Linked DNA regions of Mus musculus: region 2 is linked to region 1. Evidence: chromatin contacts called from public promoter capture Hi-C data. All regions are on one chromosome and are shown on one strand. Each heading gives the region's core, a stretch centred on a gene start, on an enhancer-like site or on the middle of the called end of the contact. The rest is flanking DNA. Distances are from core to core; before and after follow the strand shown.

The links. Promoter capture Hi-C pulls out the DNA fragments that hold promoters and counts their contacts.
Region 2: a promoter capture Hi-C map of pre-B cells shows a contact between it and region 1, with 2.9 times the contacts expected there. The contact joins the promoter of Dlst here to the promoter of Acot4 in region 1. A contact is called at or near these places in 2 of 39 promoter capture datasets (liver and pre-B cells).

What each region holds. Positions count from the first base shown.
Region 1 is chr12:84,035,702-84,042,364 of GRCm38.p6, reverse strand. It overlaps Acot4 (acyl-CoA thioesterase 4), which reads right to left and starts at 3,986. Exons shown (of 3, transcript NM_134247.3): 1 at 3,398-3,986; 2 at 326-528. The coding sequence starts at 3,854. The region is part of intron 1 of Gm40474 (a long non-coding RNA gene); the gene reads left to right.
Region 2 is chr12:85,107,135-85,113,797 of GRCm38.p6, reverse strand. It overlaps Dlst (dihydrolipoamide S-succinyltransferase (E2 component of 2-oxo-glutarate complex)), which reads right to left and starts at 2,965. Exons shown (of 15, transcript NM_030225.4): 1 at 2,839-2,965; 2 at 2,267-2,300. The coding sequence starts at 2,901. It also overlaps a transcript of Prox2 not described here.

The DNA.
Region 1 (6,663 bases), core at 2,737-5,236:
GTTGTTAGCCTTTGGAAAGGGTGGGCAAATTGTGGCGAAATTTGAGAGGAAAATGAAAGGTTATAAAGCCAGCTTGGGAAGATATCTAGTCTGTATGGCAAGAGGAATTTTACTAGTATATGAGATGAAATTTCATTTTATTAAATGTTTATGAAGCTATGCAACAGAGAAAGGGGAAGTGTTAGATGCTCAAAGCCAAGAAAATCTCCCCAAGAAACTTCCTCACGAACAAAGGACAGAACAGCCTCAGTACAGCTGGAGCAGGAGACCACCTCTGTAGAGATAATTCCAGGGACACGGATTAAGTAAAGCACACAAGGAGAACCTTTGGATGTCGAAGCATGTACCGCACTGCTTCTTCAAAGTAGTCCACTTCTATGACGTTGAGCTCTTTGGGGAGATCCTCAAAGTCATAAAAAGCCAGAGCCAATGTGGCAAAGCCATGGCCAGCCACAAGGCCGGCTCGGTATTCCAACAGGCCTCCTCCAACACCATAAACATCGATGATGCCTGGAAAGGGTCCTTGTCCTACAGAGGGGACATGACAAGGCAAAGGCATCATGCAATCCAAAGAATTCGCTTCTCTTTTAGACACCTTTTGAAATTGTTTAGTTGGTTTCTATGAATCCAGTCAAACAGATCTCTGGGTCACTACTGAACGGAGACACCGGAGCTTTGGAGAGAGAGAGAAAAAAAATCTAAGCTGTCTCCTGCATTTTAATCCTCTTCTGGAATCCAAACTGTGGTCCACAAGCCACAGGAGGACAGTTATGAATTTGGCCCAACACAAAATTGTAAACTTACATGAAAAAATCGAAGGTGTGTGAGTGTGTGATTTTTGTTTGTAGATCAATCCCATGGTTCTAGGGGGTGAATGCTATAAGTGATACCATTTAAGACTGGATATTTGCATATTTCTACAGATCAGCTGTTGTTCCAGGAGACCATGCTAAACCTTGGGGTGAGGAGTACATTTTGGAAGGAGGATTTGCAAGCCTTAGACTGTCCCCTCCTCCTGCTCTGCCAAGGGCTGCAGACAATGGGAAGTGTGTGGCAGAGGAGAGTGTTACAGTGGTTGAGAGCCCTCCCTGTTCTTGCAGAGGACCCAGGACCCAGGACCGGGGCTCACAAGCACATGCAACCCCAGCTCAAGGGGATCTGATCCCCTCTTCTGACACCCCCCTCCCCGCCCCGTGAGCACCAGCACACACAAACCATACACACATGAGAAAACAAAATACATTTATTTTTATGTGTTAGAGTTTTGCTTCTGTATTTATCTGTGTGAGAGTGTCAGATCTCCCAGTACAGGAGTTACAGACAGCTGTGAGCTGTCATGCAGGTGCTGGGAATTGAACCCAGGTTCTAACCCCCCCCCCCCAGCTCAGGTTTCACTGTTAGCAAGAAGAGAGCATCAGGGTGGAGCCTGTCACCCTATCGTTCTGCCACTCCCACTGCTGGAGCCTGCCGCCTTGCTGTTCCGACGTGGTCACCTGAAGCTGACTCCAGGATGATTTGGCGGGAATGGGCCCTTTCCCCTTCCTTCATAACTCGGTGCACGAAATAGTAAAATTGAGCTTTGATTAGAACCTGGTTGTCTTAGCTCCGTCTCTCTCGCATCGCCTAGCCCCATCTTCTCTTCCAGGTTCCAAGATGCTTCTCAGACTAGAACCCAGACATGTGAGCCGCTGGCCAGCCGCAACAGATCTGGCGACCCAACGCGGGACTGAGAAACAACAGAGGACATTTGGAAGAAGCACTGCTGGTTTGGAGCTCCATAGAAGAAGAAAATAATTAAAGGAAATTCATACCGGAGAAAGTCGGTATGGGCTAAGTTGAAACAGCGTTAAACCTGCACGCTAATTCACTTAGGTTCACCAGTGAGGTTTATTAGGGGCTAGGAACGTAACAGGTGGTTAGCCGTAGCTCCCAGTTAGGCGTGAGAAAAGAAAGGGTTTATTAAAAGGAAATTACTAATCAGGCAGATGGCCGCAGTTAAAAACTGCATCATGCGGGAGGAAAATGTCCCAAAAAGCAGAGAGAAATTTCAGGGGTGCCCTGCTTTGTTCTCTCTGGGCTTTACAGCAGAAGTACTCTGCCCCTTTTGTGTCTTTGTCTAATGTCTGGTGCACCAATCTGTTCATTTGTTCAATTTCATGTATGTTCGTGTCCAGTCTGAATGAATGAATGTTCTATGTTTTATGTTGGATAATAAAGATGGCTAAAAAAAAAAAAACTTTATCTGCAAAGCCGAGAGCGGCCACATGCTTCAACCAGGAAACAGGCACACGGCAAGAGGGCCCCTGCTGGAAAAGCTGTTCCTTATAGGAAAAAAGGAGAGTCTACAGCCTCTTAGTTTTGGGGTAAAAAAGCTGATAAACTTTTTTTTTTTCTTAGAGGGTTCTCTACATTCGTGATTAATGTGTTTGGCAAATGATAAAGTACTTTTTATTCTATGATTATAGCTAGAAAAATTAATGTTCTCTGATTGGTCTAAATGTAACTGCTTCCTTTGTTTTTTTTTTTTTTTAATTGGTAATATGCTCTGAGTGTTTTCACAATCAGCTCATAAGTTATTAGTTAAGATTAATAGTTGTTACATTGGTAACAGATGGTTAGCCTTAAAATTGATAACTCAAGTTTAAAGTCCTTCCAACACGTGGCATAAGGCAGGCCAAGAGGCTGGGTCTCTAAAGATACTTCTAGTTGAGATAATAATTAATGTGATTCTTATCCTAGAAAGTAGAATTAAAGATAAAATTTTAAGTAATGTCTCTTTAATAAAACATTAAAGCTTGCATGTATTCATAGGTATTAATTGGCAGCCAAACTTTGTAATATGATGGTAATGCTTCTAATATTAATTCTATAAGTAATAAATTGTTTTAAAATTGGGTTTTACTTTTCCAAAGTTAATGGCAGAACGCTTGTGAGTGCTCTTAACCACTAAGCCCCCATAAGGTTAAATTCAAAAACAATAAGAACAAAGCCAATTTATGCTAATCTGGATGTACTATGGCTTTAACCCTTGAGGTTGTGTGTGTGTGTGTATGTGTGTGTGTGTGTTTGTATGTACTGACTAGGGGTGGGGGTGGAGTGGGGAGAAGGGGCTGCGTGTGTCAAGGACAATGTGGCAGTTTCCTCTGTCTCATTTTTCCTAACCTCGTATTGCAACAAAGTTCAGTTGTGTTTTTCATCAGCTGGATAACACTATCTTTTGGGGATAGACAGAGATTAAATGAGATAATGCAAGCAAAGGGCACTTGCTAATGTATGAAAATCCCCCAACCTGTTTGAGTGACCACTGAAATGGCCAATAGCACCTTCCTAGGAAACCCTAACCCCACCCCTAGACTCAGCCCTTGGCGCGCTCCCACCTCTCAACCACCCAACTCACCTGGGGGCAGGAAGAGCGTGGCGCGCACCCGGCCCTCGCGCACGGGCACGCGCCGCACCCCGGGAGCCATGAAGTGACGCTCGTGCACCGTCCGCGCCAGCCGCCGCCCGCCATCGGGCTCGTGTCCGTCCAGCACCTCCAGCTCCACCAAGAAGGGCGTCTGCACGTCGCGCTTGATCAGGCGCCAGAAAGGCCGATCGGGCTCCATGGCCCAGAGCAGCCCCATGGGCTCGAGCCCCGAGAAGCTGCCGCCCAGCGCGGGCACGCGCGCCAGGTCCAGCTCGCCGTGGGAGTCCGCGCGGTAGCGCGCGTGGGCTCGGAAGAGCGCGCCCTTCTCGTCGCGCAGGACAGAGCGCAGCGTGACGGGCTGCTCGGGGGCCAGGCCGCGCACGGCGATGCTCAGCGGCTCGTCCCAGCAGCTGCGGCCCGTGGGCTCCACGCTCAGTGTCGCTGCCATTAGGAGCTGGAGGCCTCGGGGAGCGCCACGCGAGTCCGGAGCGGAGCCTGGCCTGCTGTGGAGCCGACCTAGTGCGTCTCTAGGACCCAGACAAGAGAGGAACCATGATCTGTCAGCAATTTGGGCACAGACCGGCCAAAGGTCATGCTTCGGGGCTGAGCCAGGTTATAGGATTCTGCTTCTCGCCACTCCCACGTGGTGTTGTGAAAGTGATTGGTGATGACACACCAAGTGAATGAATCAAGGCAAAGTACGATCCTTCCGTGGATTCAGCAGCTTTATAAAAATACAAAACGGAACCAAGAGCAAGAACTTTGTAATAAATTACAACTTTATACCACTTTAGTCTTAAGATACTCAGCTTACAAAAACTTCCCTGGATGCTACAGCTCCCAGCACAGAAACTAGAATGCACAGTTAAATTGAGAAAGGCAACTGTGTTAAGTTAGGGTTCTCTAAATATGAACATAGCGAACAGGATGGAGACATGCGCAGACAGAGACACGAAGACGTCCCTTCTCCCGTGTCCTTTTGTGTGGCCCAGATTTAGGGCCAAATGATCTGGATTTAGGGCCAAATGATCTGGACTTAGGGTGAGTCTCCCACCTCAAAATAATCCAACCAAGAAAAATCCTTCACAGGCAATCCCAGCTGCTTGGGGTTTAGTTGACTCCAGATGTGGTTAAATTGACAGCCAAGATTAATTAGTGGGCAACATCCTCTCCTGGCCCCAAAGCCCAGATTCAATGAGATGCAAATGGCTCTCTGGTACAGGATGAAGAGGCCACAGAGGTGGTTGCTCGACCCCGTTTTACTAGGGGTGCTATTAAGGGCGGCTTGAACGTTCTAGGGGCCGAGCAGGTGTCAAGGGTGCCATAGAAAGTTCTCTGAGAAGTTGGCTTCATCCAAGGTCCAGTGTTGTCCAATGGGCTGATAAAATGGTGCAGGGAGTGGCTCAGCAGGTAAGAGCACTGACTGCTCTTCTGAAAGTCCTGAGTTCAAATCCCAGCAACCACATGGTGGCTCGCAACCATCCGTAATGAGAACCGATGCCCTCTTCTGCTGCGTTTGAAGACAGCTACAGTGTACTTACGTATAATAATAAATAAATCTTTCGTTCAGAGTGAGCAGGGACTGAGTGAGTATAGTTGTCCAGAGCGAGCAGAGGTCTTTAAATTCAATTCCCAACAACCACATGAAGGCTCACAACCATCTGTACAGCTACAGTGTACTCACATACATAAAATAAATCTTTTTTAGAAATGGTGCAGCCTAAGATGCAGATATATGAGTGCTTGTGGAGCCATCTGGCTGGGGTTTAGGATGCTGTTGGCATGCCACTAGATACACATAAGGCAGGCGTTCAAACTGAACCTTCCAGAAGGAAGAGTGCAAAGGTGAGGAAGGCCCTGACTGCCAACTGAGGCGATGTTCTGTCCCTTGGTCAACGTAAAGTAAAATATGAGCAGGGACTTTGTGAATTATATTGCTAAGAAGGTTGTTATCAGCAATTTTAACATGATGTTTAAATGACAATTTTTTCAAAAGGAGAGGTGCTGATTTCACTTTATTGTTATATGTCCACAGCCCAGAATCGGGACAAGAAGAATTTTTCTGTGGAACAGTTACATGCTTTCAAGTCAGGTTTTCTTCCCTACAGCTTCCTTGTATATTAGATATAGCAGTAGTTACATCATAGTGTTTTGAGAACTGGATGTACCAGGAATAGAGTAAATATCACATAAATGGTAGCTATAATTTTCATAAAACTTCATAATCTAATATCTTAGCTATTTTTTAAGCTTAAAATTAAAACTTTTTTAAAATATTTTTTTATTACGTATTTTCCTCAATTACATTTCCAATGCTATCCCAAAAGTCCCCCACACTCCCCTACCCACCCATTCCCACCTTTTTGGCCCTGGCGTTCCCCTGTACTGGGGCATATAAAGTTTACCTGTCCAATGGGCCTCTCTTTCCAGTGATGGCCGACTAGGCCATCTTTTGATACATATGCAGCTAGAGTCAAGAGCTCCGGGGTACTGGTTAGTTCATAATGTTGTTGCACCTACAGGGTTGCAGATCTCTTTAGCTCCTTGAGTACTTTCTCTAGCTCCTCCATTGGGGACCCTGTGATCTATCCAATAGCTGACTGTGAGCATCCACTTCTGTGTTTGCTAGGCCCCGGCCTAGTCTCACAAAAGACAGCTATATCAGGGTCCTTTCAGCAAACGCTTGCTAGTGTATGCAATGGTATCATCGTTTGGAGGCTAATTATGGGATGGATCCCTGGATATGGCAGTCTCTAGATGGTCCATCCTTTTGTCTCAGCTCCAAACTTTGTCTCTGTAACTCCTTCCATGGGTGATTGTTTCCAATTCTAAGAAGGGGCAAAGTGTCCACACTTTGGTCTTCGTTCTTCTTCAGATATCTTAGCTATTTTAATGCACGTATTTGCAATTATTTCTCAGGAAGAATAGCTAGCTGTTATAAAGAATTAGTGGCTTGGATATGTTGGCAGCTAATAAGCAGCCATTCTGGGGTTCCAACCTAAATGATTTACGATTGTCATCATCATTAAATCCTCCTCATCATATCTAATGAGCATATATCATCCTTATAAAAGCCCAGCCACCCATGAGTGTGTGCAAGAAGGCAAGCAGTGTGACCTCAAACTTCCTTAGCTGTGCCTATGTGCGCCCTTCTCAGCTATCTCTTCATCAACCTGAATTTTTGTCATAGTGACCAAAAGGAAAGAACAGATTTGATACAAAGCAAATGAGAGAGGATAGGTGCCTCACTTTGATTT
Region 2 (6,663 bases), core at 1,716-4,215, 1.1 Mb before region 1:
ATTTTCCACTCTCAATAGCAACTCCCTGAAGTAGAATAGTCACCTGCCATTATTTCTATTTCATATACAACTAGGTTGGTGACTAGCCTAACCAGAATACTTGAGTCAAGATGCCCACCCCTAAGCACAAGGCTTTTCCTTTTCCTCACAGCTTAAGAAGTGGAGAAAATACTTGTTGCATCTTCCAGCATTCCTAGCTGAGCAGAAAGGTCATAACTGAGAATGCACTATGGACCGTGCTCGAAGCCTTATGTCCTCCTGGCTTAGGATAAAGTCCAGGCGCTTACAGTCCTCCACCTCCTCTGTATCAGGCCTCCTTGTCTCTCTAGTTACCATTTGTACAACTGCTCAAGTCTCTTCCTGCTTGGAAACATTTGCACAGGAAATTCCCTTTGCCTGGAATAGCATTTCCCTGGCTAACTCATACATTCTTTAAGTCTCATCTTAAATGTCCCTTCTCTGGGCCTTCTACTCTCTAACCTACCAAGCTGGGCTTTATTATCATACTACCCTCATGTCTTCTCAGCCTGTACTTAGTAACCACAATGCTGTTTTCTCCCTAAGGGTACATAACCGTGCATTTGCTTTGTCTGTCCAGCTAGCCCAAGAGATTCTTGCAGAGAGAGACCGGCTGTATCCCTACCTAGGAACCTAGGAACCTAAGAAGCACTCTATTGACTGAGTTCGGACACAGTTCAGATGACTGCTAAGAGTCTTGCCCAGCAGGTACAAAGTCTTGGGTTTGAACTCCAGCACTGCATAAACCCAGGCCTGGTGGTGCAATCCTGTGATCCTAGCACTTGGGAAAGAGAGGCAGAATGTTCAAAAGTAAAATGGCAGCCTCAGACTACTTATCTAGTTTGAGTTCAGCCTGGGCTATATCAGACCCTATCATTCAGACACAGACATACTCTGTTGAGTTCACAAGGAAATTCCAACCCTTCTTTCAGTAAAGCAGTTTGAGCTGAGGAAGGAGTTAGGTGAGCCTCATTTAACCAATAGTTTTGCCTGAGTGACCTTGACCTCGAAATCGAGGACTATGCTACTAAATCTCACTTAGTTATGATTAACCCAAAACTGCACAGGAAGCATTCAGAACAACGACTGGCACGAGAAAGCCTACATACATAGGACTGAATCTTTCAACAAGTATTTTGCCAGAGCCAGATGTGGTAGCACAAGGCTGTAATCCTAGCTCTCTGAGGCAGAGAGGCAAGAGGAAGTTCAAGGCCAGCCTGGTATATGCATAGTTAGCTCTAGGTCAGACAGTCCTAACAGCAAGACTTTGTCTCCAAAAATAAAAAAGTGAAGGTGGGCAGGGATAAATACATATCTGCCAGGCACCTGATTAAAAGTAAGCTATGGAAGGTTGTTAATAACTTTCTCCTCTACCAAAGACAACAACCCACACACAGCTACGAGAATGAAAATCCAAACTTCCAGGCTTAGGGGTTCAGAACCGGTACTGCTCTTGCAGAGACCCAGGCACCGGGCATTTCCCAACCAACCTGCAACTCCAATTACAGGGGATCCCACACCTCTTCTGGCCTCCGTGGGCACAGAATGCCAAGTGTGTACACAGTACACATAAAGAAAAATAAATTTAAGGGAAAAAATATCTAAACTTCCGAAAGCCTCTACACCATCATCTTCCTCGAGATACTGTTTCCTTTAACTAATGGCTTCTGACCAGTCACTTTGTTTCCAATTCCAAAAGAATGCCACACCTGTTTCCTTCTTCACTGACTTCATGCATTCTACCCCTTTCTTTCTCTCTCTTCTTCTTCTCTTCACTGACTGTCACATCCTGCAAGCCACAACTTTAATGTCACCTATTTAAACCTGTTCTGTCCATGTTTCCAAACACTTAGATGATTGATGATCAGCAATTTACACCATGCCTTTCCCTTACGCCTCAGGCTCCTGGAGGACAAGACTTTTTGCATTGTTGTATTTCTAACGAGCATCTAGCACAGTGCCCTGACAGTGTAAATTCAGTAACCGTGGGCCGCTGGTGTTGCTCAGTGGTTAAGTGCTTGCCTCCCATGCCCTAGCTTCTATCCTCAGCACCACAAAAAGCTGAACAAAACCCAGTAAGGATGCGCCGGGTGAGTACATGACAGCAGTTATACTTAAGGGAGTCTTTTGCTTCGCATCTCTCTGAATTCATTGTCTTTAAATACCATGAGAAGAAACATCAGATTTCCTCCCATGCTGCTCTGCCCACGAGAAGTGCATTTTAGGTGACCGCAAGGGCAGAACTTACCAGGCAGGGAACGTCTCCCTAGAGGGCAGTTCCCCTGTTGAGAAAGAAGACATTATCGACGTCACCCAAAATGAAAAGAGGGGGGAAAAAAACAAACAAACATTTTTTTTAAGGGCACGTTTATCGTGCTGCTGACAGGTAATGACACGTTTATCGTGCTCTTAACTCCGAAAGTAGACGCAAAACACCGAGTCGGCCAAACTCTGTCATCCTCCCCTGAGCCTGCCAGGCGCTAGTTTGGAGACCGCGAAGAGACAGGCCGCGGAATACGGTTGGGGGCCGTGCCTCCTCTCTTAACTCTAAGTCAATGTCGCTGCGGGCGCGGCTCCCAGCCCCGGAGCAAAGGGTTCGGGACAGCGGGAAAACGGCCGGCGCGGGCTGCCTGGGAGAGGACAGGGGCTCCGGGGCTCCGTACACGCGGCTGGGCGGCTCCGCGGGCGTCGGCAGCCACCGCGTCCCGGTGCCCTTGGTGGCCGGCCTGGCCAGCACACAGCGTCCCTGCCCTTCGGCCTGCCCGTCCGCCCACAGCCATGTTCGGCACCCATCGGAGCCCGGGCCCCGCCAGACAGTACCTTCTGGAAGGCAGAAAGCGAGCGGCTGAACGCCCGGGACACGCAGCGTGACCGGGACAGCATCGCGGAGGCAGCGGGATGGAGGGCGGGCGGACACCGGATACAGGGCCCGGCAGCAACCGGAAGTGAGACCGGCCGCGGCACCAGCCAAGCGGCGAGGGGTGTTCGGAGCGAACCACTAACCGTGCTGGGTGCCGGGCGGTGTGAGCCGGGCTCGCATCCTTAGCGGTCCCAGCGCGGGGCATCTGTGGCGCTGTCAAGAGAAGGCCAACTTGGGTTAGTATTCTTCGAGGACAACCATCCGGCCACCGGAGCGCCCCCGGGTTCAAGCCTTCCCTGCCTTTCCTCAGAGCTGGTTCTGTTTGGCGCCGTTTTCTGCTGCCCCCAAACCTAGCCTTTCTGCCTCTGCATTCTAGGAAGAGAGGGAAATGGCTAGGAACTTAGATCTCAGGCCGGTGATTAGGCTTATGTGGACTTGGGCAGGTGGGTCGCGATCCTTTGGAGGGTCCAACGACCCTTTCAGTGGGATCACATATCAGATATCTAGCATACCGGATAATTACATTACAACTCACAACAGTAGCAAATTTACAGTTATGAAGTAGCAACAAAATAATCTTATGGCCCGGGATCACTACAAGAGGAACTGTATTAAAGGACCTGTAAGACTTCACCAACTAGCCCCACTGTGCTTTAGCTCCTGATCTTCTCCCGCCCCTGAGCAAACTCTCCAGCCAAGCTAACTGTGCTCCACCCAGCTTGTGAACTCTGGAAGTTATTTGCTACCCAACTCTGGGAATGTGACATACTAATCTTATGGGGGTTACACTTTTGTTCAATGTCATGCCCCATTGGCAGAGGTTGTAGAAACGCTTGTAGGCTTCCTGCGCCCCCTCCCCCCGCAGCTTTGTGTATACCATTCTGCCCATTGCCTTACATTGAAAGCGCTTGCCACCCTTACCCTGCTTACTTGCTCGCTCTTAAATCCCTAGGCCTTTAACCCTGGCTTCCTAACAGAAATAGTATTCCATGAGCTCAGCTGAATAAATATCAAATTAATGTCTGAATGAATAAATGAACCACGTAGTGCCTTTGATTTTTTTTTTTTGAGTTATTTTGCCTAATTTTCAAAACCTTCACAAAGCCTCTGCTCACCAAACCCTGGATCCAATGGCATTGGAATCTCTGAGCCTTGGGCAGAAGCCCTGATTAGAAAGAGAGACATCATCTGTCCCAGCTGCCCTCACTATTGAGCCTGTAATGCCCTTCATCTGTTTCCTTCAAAGCTTCCTTGTAGCAGGTCTAAGACTCCACTTTCACTCTCTCCACTCCGCCTTCACACCTCTGTCAAAGATCCTTTGTTAGTGTAGAGTTAATCCTGCCACTCCCCTGCTTAAATTCTTCCAGTTGCTACTGCCTGCCTGTCTATACAGCCCAAACTCCTCAGCTAGCCCAAGCACCTAATTATCCGGCTCGTGGCTTCTGAGCTCTCATTTTCACAGATACTGAGCCATAATTCGCTGCTGACCATCTGCCCCGATCCCCACCTCACTCCCGACCCCACCCAATGCACTATTTCATTCCCCATGTTTGCGTCCGCTGTTCCTTCCTATTTATCTAGGGGCTTTTTAATTCCCCTTTAAATCTCTTCCTGAAACCTTTCCTATTCCCCTCTGGCAAAGTGAGCAGGTACTTTATGCTTCCTTCCAAAGTAGTGTGTCTCTGTCACTACAGTGCATCACTACTGTGATGACTTGCTTAGAACTGTCTTGAAGCTGGAGAGATGGCTCAGTGGTTAAGAGCATTCATTGCTCGTCCAGAGGCCCAGAGTTCTCTTCCTGGCACCTGGCACGAGGTGGCTTACAACCACCTTTATCTCCAATTCCAGGGGATCAAACTCCTCTGGCTCCATGGGCCCCTGCACACCCCCCCTCCCAGAACAGACACACAAAATTAAAAAGAATAACAACAAATCTGTCACTTCTATTGACTAATTAGGAGAGAAGCAAAGAAACCACTCTCTTTCTGAATTGTCTGCTCGAAGCTAGCCAATGAGTAACTGAGAAATGACTACATACTTCCGTGCTCACAACACTTTTGAGGAACACAAGAATAGCCAGGAGGTATGTCAATCTCTAGCTGCTGAGGTCGCTACTAACTTTTCTAAGATAGTTGCCTAATCCTTTTGTTTTGTGCTGGGGGTTGAAGCTTTGTGCATGCTAAGTAAGTTCTTCCACTAGGCTACACCCAGCCTCCCCTTCCTTAGTTACATAATTTTTTTTCATGGTTTCTATTATTAATTTTTGAGATTCTTCTCTAAGGTTTAGAAACTCAAGCTGAGGTATAGCAAGCATATCTCCTGGCATTTTATTGATCACCCAAATTCATCCTGATTTTGTAGTCTTAGGCAGGGCATGTTCACACAAGCTTATAATCTGAGAATTAAGAAAGTCAAAGTAGAGCCAGGGTTACACAGAGAAACCAAAAGAAGAACCAGAAGGAGGAAGAGGAGGAGGAGGAGAAGAAAAGAAGAAGGAGAAGGAGAAGGAGGAGGAGAAGGTGGTCAGCAGTCTGGGCAATGTAGCAGGATCCTTTCTCAAAAGAGAGTAGACAGGGAATATAGCTCAGTGGTAGACCATTAACCAAAGCCTAGCATGTATAATACCTTAGGTTTAATCCCCAGGACTGCCAAAAATGTTTTAATACATACAAAAACCTTTGTACATGATAGCACTCAAAGTCCTCCTTCGAGAATAAAGGTTGAAATTGATTCCCTTGAGATTTACCCATGAGCTTCCATGGTCTGCAAGGTGCAATCCTATAAGCTAGGACACTCTCCTGGTTTGGAGTCTCTCTAGGCACAGCATTGTCTTTAGCAGTGGCTCTCAAGCTTCCTAGTATTGTGACCCTTTAATGCAGTTCCCATGTTGTGGTGACCCCCAACCATCATGTTATTTTTGTTGTTACTTCATAACTGTAATTTTGCTACTGCTACGAATCATAATATAAATATCTGTGTTTTCCAATGATCTTGGGTGACTCTGTGAGAGGGTTGTTCAAGTTCCAAAGGATCGCAACCCACAGGTTGAGAACCCCTGGCCTACAGGGCCAAGCACCCATGAAAGCAAGTGGTAGCAGGATTCAGGGTTCTGAGTTCAAGTTTCCATTACAGCCTTAATAAGCATATGCATACACATAATTTTTTCATTTTAAATTTTTTATATTTAAAAAATTTTAAATATCTACACTTTCAAACTACACAAAATTTTGTGATTTCTAGAAAGGATTAACTAGTTCCATGAATGGAAAACACGGCTCAGTGGTCAGTTCACCTTGAATAATACACTCAACACATTTTTTCTTTTTACCTTAAATCCTCTAATATCTGTGTATGTGGTCTGAACCATGCTTTCACACATTTACACATACACATACACACACATACACACGCGCGCGCGTGTGTGCATGTATATATATACACATATATATATATATATATACATATATATGTATACACATATATATGAATATTACTGGATGAGACTATATAGCCTGTCCTTCAACTCTAGGCTCCTTTAAAATATGGACTAAAGCTTGTATAGGGTCTCTGTGTATAGCAATGTTACCCAGATTTCATCTATTGATATATGCAGTTATAACTTAAAACAATGAATAGATTTATCTATAGTGAAAACCCATACCCTTTGTGGGGAGGGGGGCTTTTTTTTAATAGAAACGGAATCGTAGTCCTTGTACCACTCTGTGACCGATTTTTTTCACTCTGCATTACCTTTTGAGGATTAATTCATGTTGATAAGATGAGCG